Linked DNA regions of Zea mays: region 1 is linked to region 2. The links are chromatin contacts, called in public Hi-C maps. All regions are on one chromosome and are shown on one strand. The core of a region is the stretch at or near the end of the contact, and the rest is flanking DNA. Distances in the headings are between cores, read along the strand shown. Region 1 holds the start of LOC100384037 (zinc finger homeobox protein 4). Region 2 holds the start of LOC100285301 (rieske domain containing protein).

The links. A called contact is a pair of places that touch in the nucleus more often than the background predicts.
Region 1: a contact with region 2 is called in a Hi-C map of tassel, with 2.8 times the contacts expected there. The contact joins the promoter of LOC100384037 here to the promoter of LOC100285301 in region 2. A contact is called at or near these places in 5 of 25 Hi-C or Micro-C datasets (ear, endosperm, leaf and 1 more).

Annotation. Positions count from the first base shown.
Region 1 is chr3:159,972,647-159,977,334 of Zm-B73-REFERENCE-NAM-5.0, reverse strand. LOC100384037 (zinc finger homeobox protein 4) reads right to left here and starts at 2,102. Exons shown (of 8, transcript XM_008675029.4): 1 at 1,751-2,102; 2 at 708-806; 3 at 74-321. The coding sequence starts at 783.
Region 2 is chr3:159,821,189-159,825,866 of Zm-B73-REFERENCE-NAM-5.0, reverse strand. LOC100285301 (rieske domain containing protein) reads left to right here and starts at 3,131. Exons shown (of 3, transcript NM_001158194.2): 1 at 3,131-3,813. The coding sequence starts at 3,148.

The sequences.
Region 1 (4,688 bases), core at 853-3,352, 150 kb before region 2:
CCGCAATTTGAACATGAGTAATAACGCACTTGCATGAATATAGATATCAAGGATATGTACAACAACAATATACCAGTCTTTTTGGAACATTCCGCCCAAAATCATCTCTGATAGTCAACACTTCATTCAAGGCAGCAGGGATGACCCTCATGAATTCAGTTATATATCCATTGCCTTCTTTTCTGCTATTCTGCATAATATCATTTGCAAGGTACAGCAAAGATACCCTCCTCTCTCCAGGAGCTGCATGAAACTCGCAATCCCATGTTTCTACAACTTGTTGGCAGTAACGATGATGAAAGACACACCAATGTGATAAAGCTTTTCTTTAGTTAAGGATGACATTACGTGAATGGATAAAATAATGTAGCACATGAGAAAATAATCACAGTCAGCAATAGTAGGTGGCAATCTTAAGCAGGGTGCAGTGAATGACTAGCATAAAGCACTAGTTGGTCACAATGAACCATGAGAGGTCATCAACTGAATGGGATTTATGGACACAGTGATCTGGAATTTTTAAAGAGTTTTCCTGTAATCTTAAGCTATGATTTTGCACTTTGCAAACCATACAACTATACAAGCTAATAAAATATGAGAATATCTCATATGAGAACAGAGAAGTTAAGATTAAAAAATACTTCGTGCAGAAAAGAAAGTGCTAAGTTAATACTTAATAGGGGTTGAAAAACTGGCAAGAAGGATACTTTCTATGCTCTGCTGTGAGCTATTAAGCTTCGAAAGCTTCTGAGCCAGTATCTGCTTGTTGAAACCCGCACTCATTGTGTGCACCCTGGCTTGCACACCTGCAAGACACGTAACATTGGGAAGTCAACATTAACTGCAATCTAGAAGTCACTTCATGCTTAAATAATGTCCCGAAGATGGAATAACCATGAAAATAAAAGCGGTAAAATAATTGGATGCTTCCATGAAAATAAAAGCGGTAAAATAATTGGATGCTCTTGTCTGTTGTTTCTGACATTGTAACTGCATCGAATATTCAGGTCCTCAAAAGGAACCCATTAAAAACATAACGAAAGGTAAACCATAGAGGCACATGGAAGCCAAATAAAAATTCATTCCCAACTCACCACCCAGGCATTGATAGCCAAAGTCCTATATTCGGGCTCTGCAAAAGATGGCAACAAAACTCCAGTCTTTTCGATAAGGCAGTAAAAGCAGCGCCTGAAAGGATACCGAGCCAAGCAAGCCGTAAATGAGAAGTGCCTGACCACCTGAAGTCCAGTCCTGGAGAGCATCTACCCGGGAGAGTGGGAGACTGTGACTTAACAAACAACCCGACTACACGAGAGTAGCACATGGCATGACCGTCGTCGACGCCAGACCAAAACCTTGCAGCTACAGAGTCGCCCAGGAAACGCGCAGCAGCTGAGTTGCAGGTGTGTGCGTGCACACAACATCACCTGGAAACCTCAGAGCTTCCGCCTAATCAAACAAGTAAAAGTTCATTCGAGGCACCAACCCGATTCCGGCTGAAACCATCCCAGCGCGGCACCGGAAAAAACGAATCGGGGGAAATTCCCATGCACGAGCATCCCAAACAAAGACAAACAGACACCAGCAGCAGCGGCAACGATTTAATGGTATGGATCCAAATTTCCCATTCCTAAATCACAGAACCGGCGGCGAAATACACAACGCCAACGCGGCGGCGCGGTGAGCTCGAGCTAGATCAGAACCAGACCAGCGCAGGAGGAGAGGGAGCAGAGCGCGATAGATCCCGTACCTTCCGCGGAGCGGATGCCGAATTCGGGGGCCTAGGTGGGGGCGCGCATTTGGGAGTTGGGAGATTCTAGGGTTTAATCGGGGAGTTGTAGAGGGGGCTGTGCAGGGGGGAGGGGGAAGGATGAGATATACGTCGGTTACTGGTCGGCGGCTCGGCGCCTGGCTGCGCGCGACCCGCGGCGAGGAAGAGAGGGGAGCGGAGCGGGGGCGCGGCGGGGGAGTGAGCTGGACGAAGACGCGGTGTGAGGTGGATGGATCGGTCGTGCTGGGTTTCGCGGCGGGCCTCCGCTGCAGATCGTCTACCTGACTACCTGTGTCTGTGTGTATGAATGTATCAGCAGGCAGCAGACCCCGAATTTTTTTTTTGTTTTTAGCCTCTTTTTTTAAAGAATTTTCAAGTTTAGACCATGCATGACTTAATCTCGAATTTAGACTTTTTGCGTGGTGCCAATATGTGGCGCCGAGGTAACGAGGTACGTGCCCGCGTTGGCACGATAGGGCTAACACGGCGCTGACGTGGCTCCGTAGCTCGGCGCCACATATCTTGATGTCGAGCTAGGAAGCGATATAAATCATAGTTCCCCTGGCCGAGAGCTACGTCCGGCCATATCTATCACTCGTTTCCCTCTTCATATGTACCGTCGAGAGGTGTTTCAATCTTCGTATTCGAGTTGGAAAACTTTGATTTGATTTGTATAGCTTGTAGACGAAGGTATGGTGTCTCAATGATTCATTTGTTATGTATATTGCGTAGTACGATTCTGATTAATTAGTTTTGATTTGTGCACATATTACTATTAGTTATGATTTCTAAGATAATATTGTTGGTATGATGAGTACAGTTTGTTAGATAGTTTGTGAATCATGGGTTTATAAAGTCTTTAGGGTTTTAAAACTATGAGTATCATGTTATTTATAAGTTTAAATCATTTGTGGTATTTTTATAGTTGTGTTAATATAAAATCGTTTCGTAGATGAAAGACGTGTATCGAAAGTCGTTGTGGCAGAAGAGATGTTATCCTTAGGAGTTATATACGGATGCATCTAATAAGGATGCTCATGTTCCTCTTGATCTTCCTATCTAATTGTGACTGTGGTGAACCGGTTTGGGCTTAATCTAAAGATCCAGACACGATCGCTCGCTGTTTCTACACATGTGGTGGTTTTAACGTACGTAGTTTCCCACTTGTGTGTTGTGTGTTGTTTTCTCAATGTGTACTAATGCTTCGTTCCATTCCTGTAGGATCACTTGATGTGTTTTTCGTGTGGATTGACAGTCCTAATAAGTTTGACCCTCAGTATCTCTTTTCGATAATTGGTTGAGCGGGAAGAACGCACATGAGTGTTTTAAGCAATGGGTGCCTCCTCCCTCGAACCCACCAACAATGACTGAGGAAGGGAAGAACCTTGCCACAGAAAGACGACCGGAGTCTCCGCCTCGGTGTAACTGTGGAAATCGTGCTGTGATATGTGAGGATACTATGAATTACTTCGTGTGTCCAGACATTAATTATGTAAGTGCATAACATATGTCCACAATTTTGTCAACTTTTTCACAAATTCACTAATGTATTCTTTTGTAGCATACGACAAACGTAAGTGTAATTTCATAGAGTAGTTGTATGGTCCTACACGACATTGGCGAGAGGCAGAGACAAAGGAGAATAAAAAGAATGAGTGTCCGGAAGAGTGCGAGTCTGGTCCTGTACTATGCAAATGTGGTGTTGAAGTTGATGGAGAAGGATGACAACACGTCAAGGTTGAGTGAGCTCATCGCGCTAGTTGAGGCAAGATTACATGCGCAACAGCAGGAGGATGAGTTTATGTCTCGGGCCGCCGATGAAGCAGAGGCCGCTTATTACAAAGCAGAAGGCTGATGAAGCGGATGCTAAGGACCAGCTATTTTCCCAGACTGCCGATGAAGTAGAAGTCGCTTTCTACAAGAGAAAGGTAGAAGAGGGTGATGCAGGACAATTAAGCAAGTGGAACGACGTTGTCGTTGAGGATTGCGTGACGGATGACTCTAATGATGATTTACTTATAGATAATGTTTCAGGTTGATTCCGCTACTCGTGTGTTATGAAGTACTTTCATATTCATAATTTTTCAGATTGATGATGTTTCTATTGCATTGTGCTTTTCATGTTTTTTGCAATTCACAAAATATTGCAAGAGTTTTCCTTGTTTTATTAACAACCACAATTTCAATAATCATATTTAATAAGATATCAGCACATATCACCACATAACACATATAATTCAAGGTTAGTTAGGCACCGAGATTTTAACCTACAAACAAATGACTTCTCTACTAAGGGTATGTTTGGTTGGGTTGTGACTGTGAAAAAAGTTGTTGCAGGTTGTGAGGTGTGAAAAAAATGTTGTGAGCTATGAACTGCTAAAAAGCTAAAACTCATTTGGTGAAAATCACTATTTGCTAAAAACTCTTCCATATATATTTTCACGATTTCATCCAAAAGCCGCTAAAAGCAGGTTTAGAGGTGCTTTCAGTTTTGCACCGCTAGAAAGACGACTTTTAGAAAAGGTTGTTTCCTGGATCCACCTTTTTGGTTTGGCTTTTGGCTTTTAGAGGACAAAAGCCAAAGCCAAAAGCCAAACCAAACACACCCTAACAGTTACTACTCACTGAGAGTAAGGCAAGCATCGTGATGTCGGAAGTCCTCTGTGCGGTACGCTCAATGTCACCCACATGTACGAGCATAGAGTTCCCCTACGCACAAAAAACATGAGGATACACACAACAAAACTACGACATCGAATTAACGAAAATGAATCGAGTTAACAGCTTGGTACCACTCGGTCTAGGATGGGAGCGGACTTGACTTGCGACCTATGCCGAATAGCTATGTCGTACGAAGTGTATTCGTAGTCTGACGACTCTAGCTCGGCATAGTCTGCAGCTGTCCACTAGCCCTAAA
Region 2 (4,678 bases), core at 1,882-4,381:
TGGGTTTTTAAGTTCGACGGGGGCCGTCAAATTTTTCCCCATAAAGCGCCTTTGAGAGTTTATAAACATGGTTAGGATACTCACTATCTTTAAAGCCAGGAGGTTGCTCAACATAGACCTCTTCCTTGATTGGTCCATTTAGGAAGGCACTTTTCACGTCTATTTGATAAAGTTTGAAGCCATGGTAAGTAGCATAGGGGGTGGATAGGCGGAAACTGAAATTTACAACTTTAAACACACTACAAGCCGGGGTTAGCGTTAGAATAAAAATCCGAGTCCGAGAGAGAGGGGAAAAACAAATCAACCAAAAATATAAAGCGGATGACACGGTGATTTGTTTTACCGAGGTTCGGTTCCAAAGAACCTAGTCCCCGTTGAGGTGGTCACAAAGACTGGGTCTCTTTCAACCCTTTCCCTCTCTGAAACGGTCACTTAGACCGAGTGAGCTTTCTCCTTAACCAATCGGGTCACTTAGACCCTCACAAGGACCACCACACACTTGGTGTCTCTTGCTTTGATTACAAGTGTCTTGAGAACAAGAATGAGGATGAAGAAAGCCAACCAAGCAACAAGAGCTACAAAGAAACACAAATGATCCTCCCACAAGTCTAAATGCGCTAGAGTTGAATAGGAGACTTTGAGCGGATCGATCACTTGAATTGTGTCTTTGGAGTGGAGTCTATTACTCTTGTATTGAATGAGTAGTGAATGCTTCGATGGTTGGAGTGGAGGTGGTTGTGTGGTATTTATAGCCCCCAACCACCAATTCAACCGTTGGGGTAGGCTGCTGTCGATGGGCGCACCGGACAGTGTCCGGTGCGCTAGCCACGTCACCCAACTGTTAGGGTTCTGGCGGTTTCGACCGTTGGAGCTTTGTCCTATTGTGACACCGGATAGTCCGGTGCCGCACCGGACAGACACTGTTCACTGTTTGGTGCCCCTCTGACAGGCGGCTCTAACTCTACGCCCATTGTTCTTCATTGTTCATCTGACTTCACGGCTTTTGCAGTCGACCATTGCGCGAAGTAGCCGTTGCTCCGCTGGTGCACCGGACAGTCCGGTGGCACACCGGACAGTCCGGTGAATTATAGCGGAGCGTCTTTTCTGAAACCCGAAGGTGGCAAGTTCAGAGTGGTACGGCCCTGGTGCACCAGACATTGTCCGATGGCACACCGGACAGTCCGGTGCGCCAGACCAGGGTTCTCTTCGGTTTCTTTTGCTCCTTTCTTTTGAACCTTAACTTGATCTTTTTATTGGTTTGTGTTGAACTTTTAGCACCTGTAGAATATATAATCTAGAGCAAACTAGTTAGTCCAATTATTTGTGTTGGGCATTCAACCACCAAAATCATTTATGGGAAAAGGTTAAACCCTATTTCCCTTTCAATCTCCCCCTTTTTGGTGATTGATGCCAACACAAACCAAAGCAAATATATAAGTGCAGAATTGAACTAGTTTGCATAAAGTAAGTGCATAGGTTGCTTGGAATTTAAACCAATATTTTACTTTTACTGGATATGCATGGTTGGTTTCTTTTATTTAACATTTTGGACCACTTGTTTTTTTTGCAAATTCTATTGGAAAATCTTTTCAAAGTATTTTTGCAAATAGTCAATGGTATATGAATAAGATTTCGAGAAGCATTTTCAAGATTTTGAAATTTTCTCCCCCTGTTTCAAATGCTTTTCCTTTGACTTAAACAAAACTCCCCCTGAATAGAATTCACCTCTAAGTTTTCAAGAGGGTTTTACTAATTTGAACAAGATTTAGATACCAATTTGAAAAATTCTTGAAAGTTAACATACCAAAATATATCAATTGAAAATTTTGAAATTGGTGGTGGTGGTGCGGTCCTTTTGCTTTGGGCTAATACTTTCCCCCCTTTGGCATGAATCGCCAAAAAACGAAGACTTTGTGAGCCCTTAAACTTTCTTCCCATTGGTACAAGTAAATATGAGCGAAAGATTATACCAATTTGAGAGTGATGTGGAGTGATGGTGAAGGGTAAATGATACCGATAGAGTGGAGTGGAAGCCTTGTCTTCACCGAAGACTCCATTTCCCTTTCAATCTATGACTTTCGCCCTTGCGTTCAGCCTCCACTGCTGCTCTCCTCACTAGCATCCCTCACGCTGTATACCTTACCTCAGTCGTCTCCTCCCTGAAGAAACCACCCAAAGAAACTGCCCAATCTCCACCTTAGTCGTCTCCTCTCAGGCTCTCCATGATCTCGCTCCCTCACCTCAATCGGCTCAACGATCTCCATGTTCTGCTAGCTCGAGGCGTCACGAATGGAGATAAATACGGAGGTCCGAGCGCGCGCAGACGAGGGAGACGACATCGACGTGATTCGGTATTTTTATCATTAACTATTATATGAAAACATCATCACACGTAAGTTTAATGGGTCCCCATGGGGAATGGGCATCCTCATCACCGGGGAGAATTTTTCTTCGTTTATATCCCTGTGGGGGAAGAAACTTCCTCATCCCCATCTCCTAATGGAAGAATTCTCCACGGAGAATCGGCGATCAGAGCCCCATTGCCATCTGTAAGTATAACTAACGGATTAGGAGCATACAACATTTTGTTTAAAAAAACAGGGGCAAATCTACAGTTACACTCTAAAACAGAGACACTGAAACAATTGCATATATTTCTTAAATAATAATTAAACATTCAAAAGCGTCGAGGAGGTCCCATGCATAGGTTTAGGAGCGATGATAATCATTCTAATTTTCATCAAACTAATTTATCGAGGCAAAAATTAGTTTTAGATAAGGAAGACCAACTTCTTGGTTTTTTAAAAAACTAACAATCCAGTTTTGCAAAATCTAAAGCATAAATTAGCATATTAGGAAGCATCCCAGTTTCTAAAAATTGGATGCTTTGAGGCTCTAAAATAGTTGAAAAAAGAGTGTGAAAAAACACTAAAAACTATCTTGGGAGTTACAAAACCGGATGAAATTGGAGAGAATAAAATTCTCTTCTTATTCAATTTCAAATAAGAAAGATATCTTAAAATTTATAATCATCTCCAATTTTATGGCACTCTATAGAAAATCGGAGGAGATTTGAGAGTCTAAAATCAATATGATTTTAGATCTTTGAACCACTCCTTTCTTTGGCTACAAACTAGCTCTAAAATAATGACCGAGCTCGAGTGCCGAGTGGCAGCTTGCGGGAGGACAATGATGGATGGCATGTTTCGTCCTGCTGTGCATTTGCAGATTTCAAAGGAGTTCACTGGACGGGAACCTATAAATGTGTCCGCTTCTCTTCCCCACGCCCGGTCTTGTCGCTTTATCGCCAACCTGTGGCCATGGACGTTCCAGCACGCACCACCACCACGGCACCACCACCCTGCCCCCCTCCTCCTGCTCAAACCCACCCCCTCTCGCTCGCCTCCCCGCCACTCCCCTCCCGTCCCTATGGCGGCCGTTACCACAGCCACTGCCGCCGCGTCCTCCTCCTCCTTCCTCCACCGCCGAAGCCCCGCCTGCCTGCGCGCCACGCTCCGCGCCGCGCCGCGGCACTGCCGCAACTCCAGCTCCAGGCTCGCCTGCCGCGCCGCCGAGGTGTCCGGGGCCGAGTCGTCCTCGGCCGCGGCGGAGGGCGCGGGAGGAGGCGGGGGCGCGTCGTGGGTGCCCGTGGTGCCGCTCGCCGCGCTGCCGCGCGGAGAGCGCCGCGTGATCGTGCAGGACGGGGAGGAGATCCTGCTGCTCTGGTACAAGAACCAGGTCTTCGCCATCGAGAACCGGTCGCCAGCGGAGGGCGCCTACACCGAGGGCCTCCTCAACGCCAAGCTCACGCAGGTGCGTCTCGACTCGAACTCACGGCTCACGCCAATGCCGCCGGCCTGCGCCGCTCAGCGTTACCTGTCATGGATATATACCGTATAAAAGAATTATACGCAGAGTCGCAGACAAACAATACAATTACAACCATGGTCAGCAAAGGTTAGGTTAACAAGGATGACAACCAAATCCGTTGAACCATTCTTGTTTCAAACAAGTTACAAACCTATTAAGTCTAGTTAATTTTTTCTTGCGAAAATGCTTTTGGGAAAATAGAGTTGTCAAACTAGCCCTTAATAAACTTCCCTAGTTGCTTCTAGAGTTTCAAAATAAGTTAGAAAAGGTAATCATTCCATTGGTCCCAAAATACTTTTTGTTTTTTTAAAAAAGGTAACCTTGTTTGAAGCCCACCTTGATAAACCAGCCACATAGAACCCTTTTTTTTTGTGGCAACCCGTTCGTTCTTCCACAATTTCATCAGTCTTGAATTACTAATTTCCCTAAAGGTCAACCTCCTATACATAGATCTTGTTGTATAACTACCTAGCACCCAGATGAATTTGTCCTCCCCTTCAGTGAGCCTAAAATTGTCCAACATGTCCATCCATCTCTCCCATTCCAACATATCACTTTCTCCCAAAAAATCTTCATAAAAGTTACATTCCAACCATCTCCTTTCCCAGCAGCCACTAACTAAACAATCTCTATCCTTACAGATATTGGAAAACACTCAATCCTTATCTTCTGCTGACATGTCTGAACTTAGTTTCTGCTGACATATCTGAACTTAGTTTCTGCTGGCATGTCTGAAGCGTCATGGGTAGGGATTTAATAGCTTTCTTGCGTATGGACTTAGATGAGATAATTTCATTCTCCTTCACGG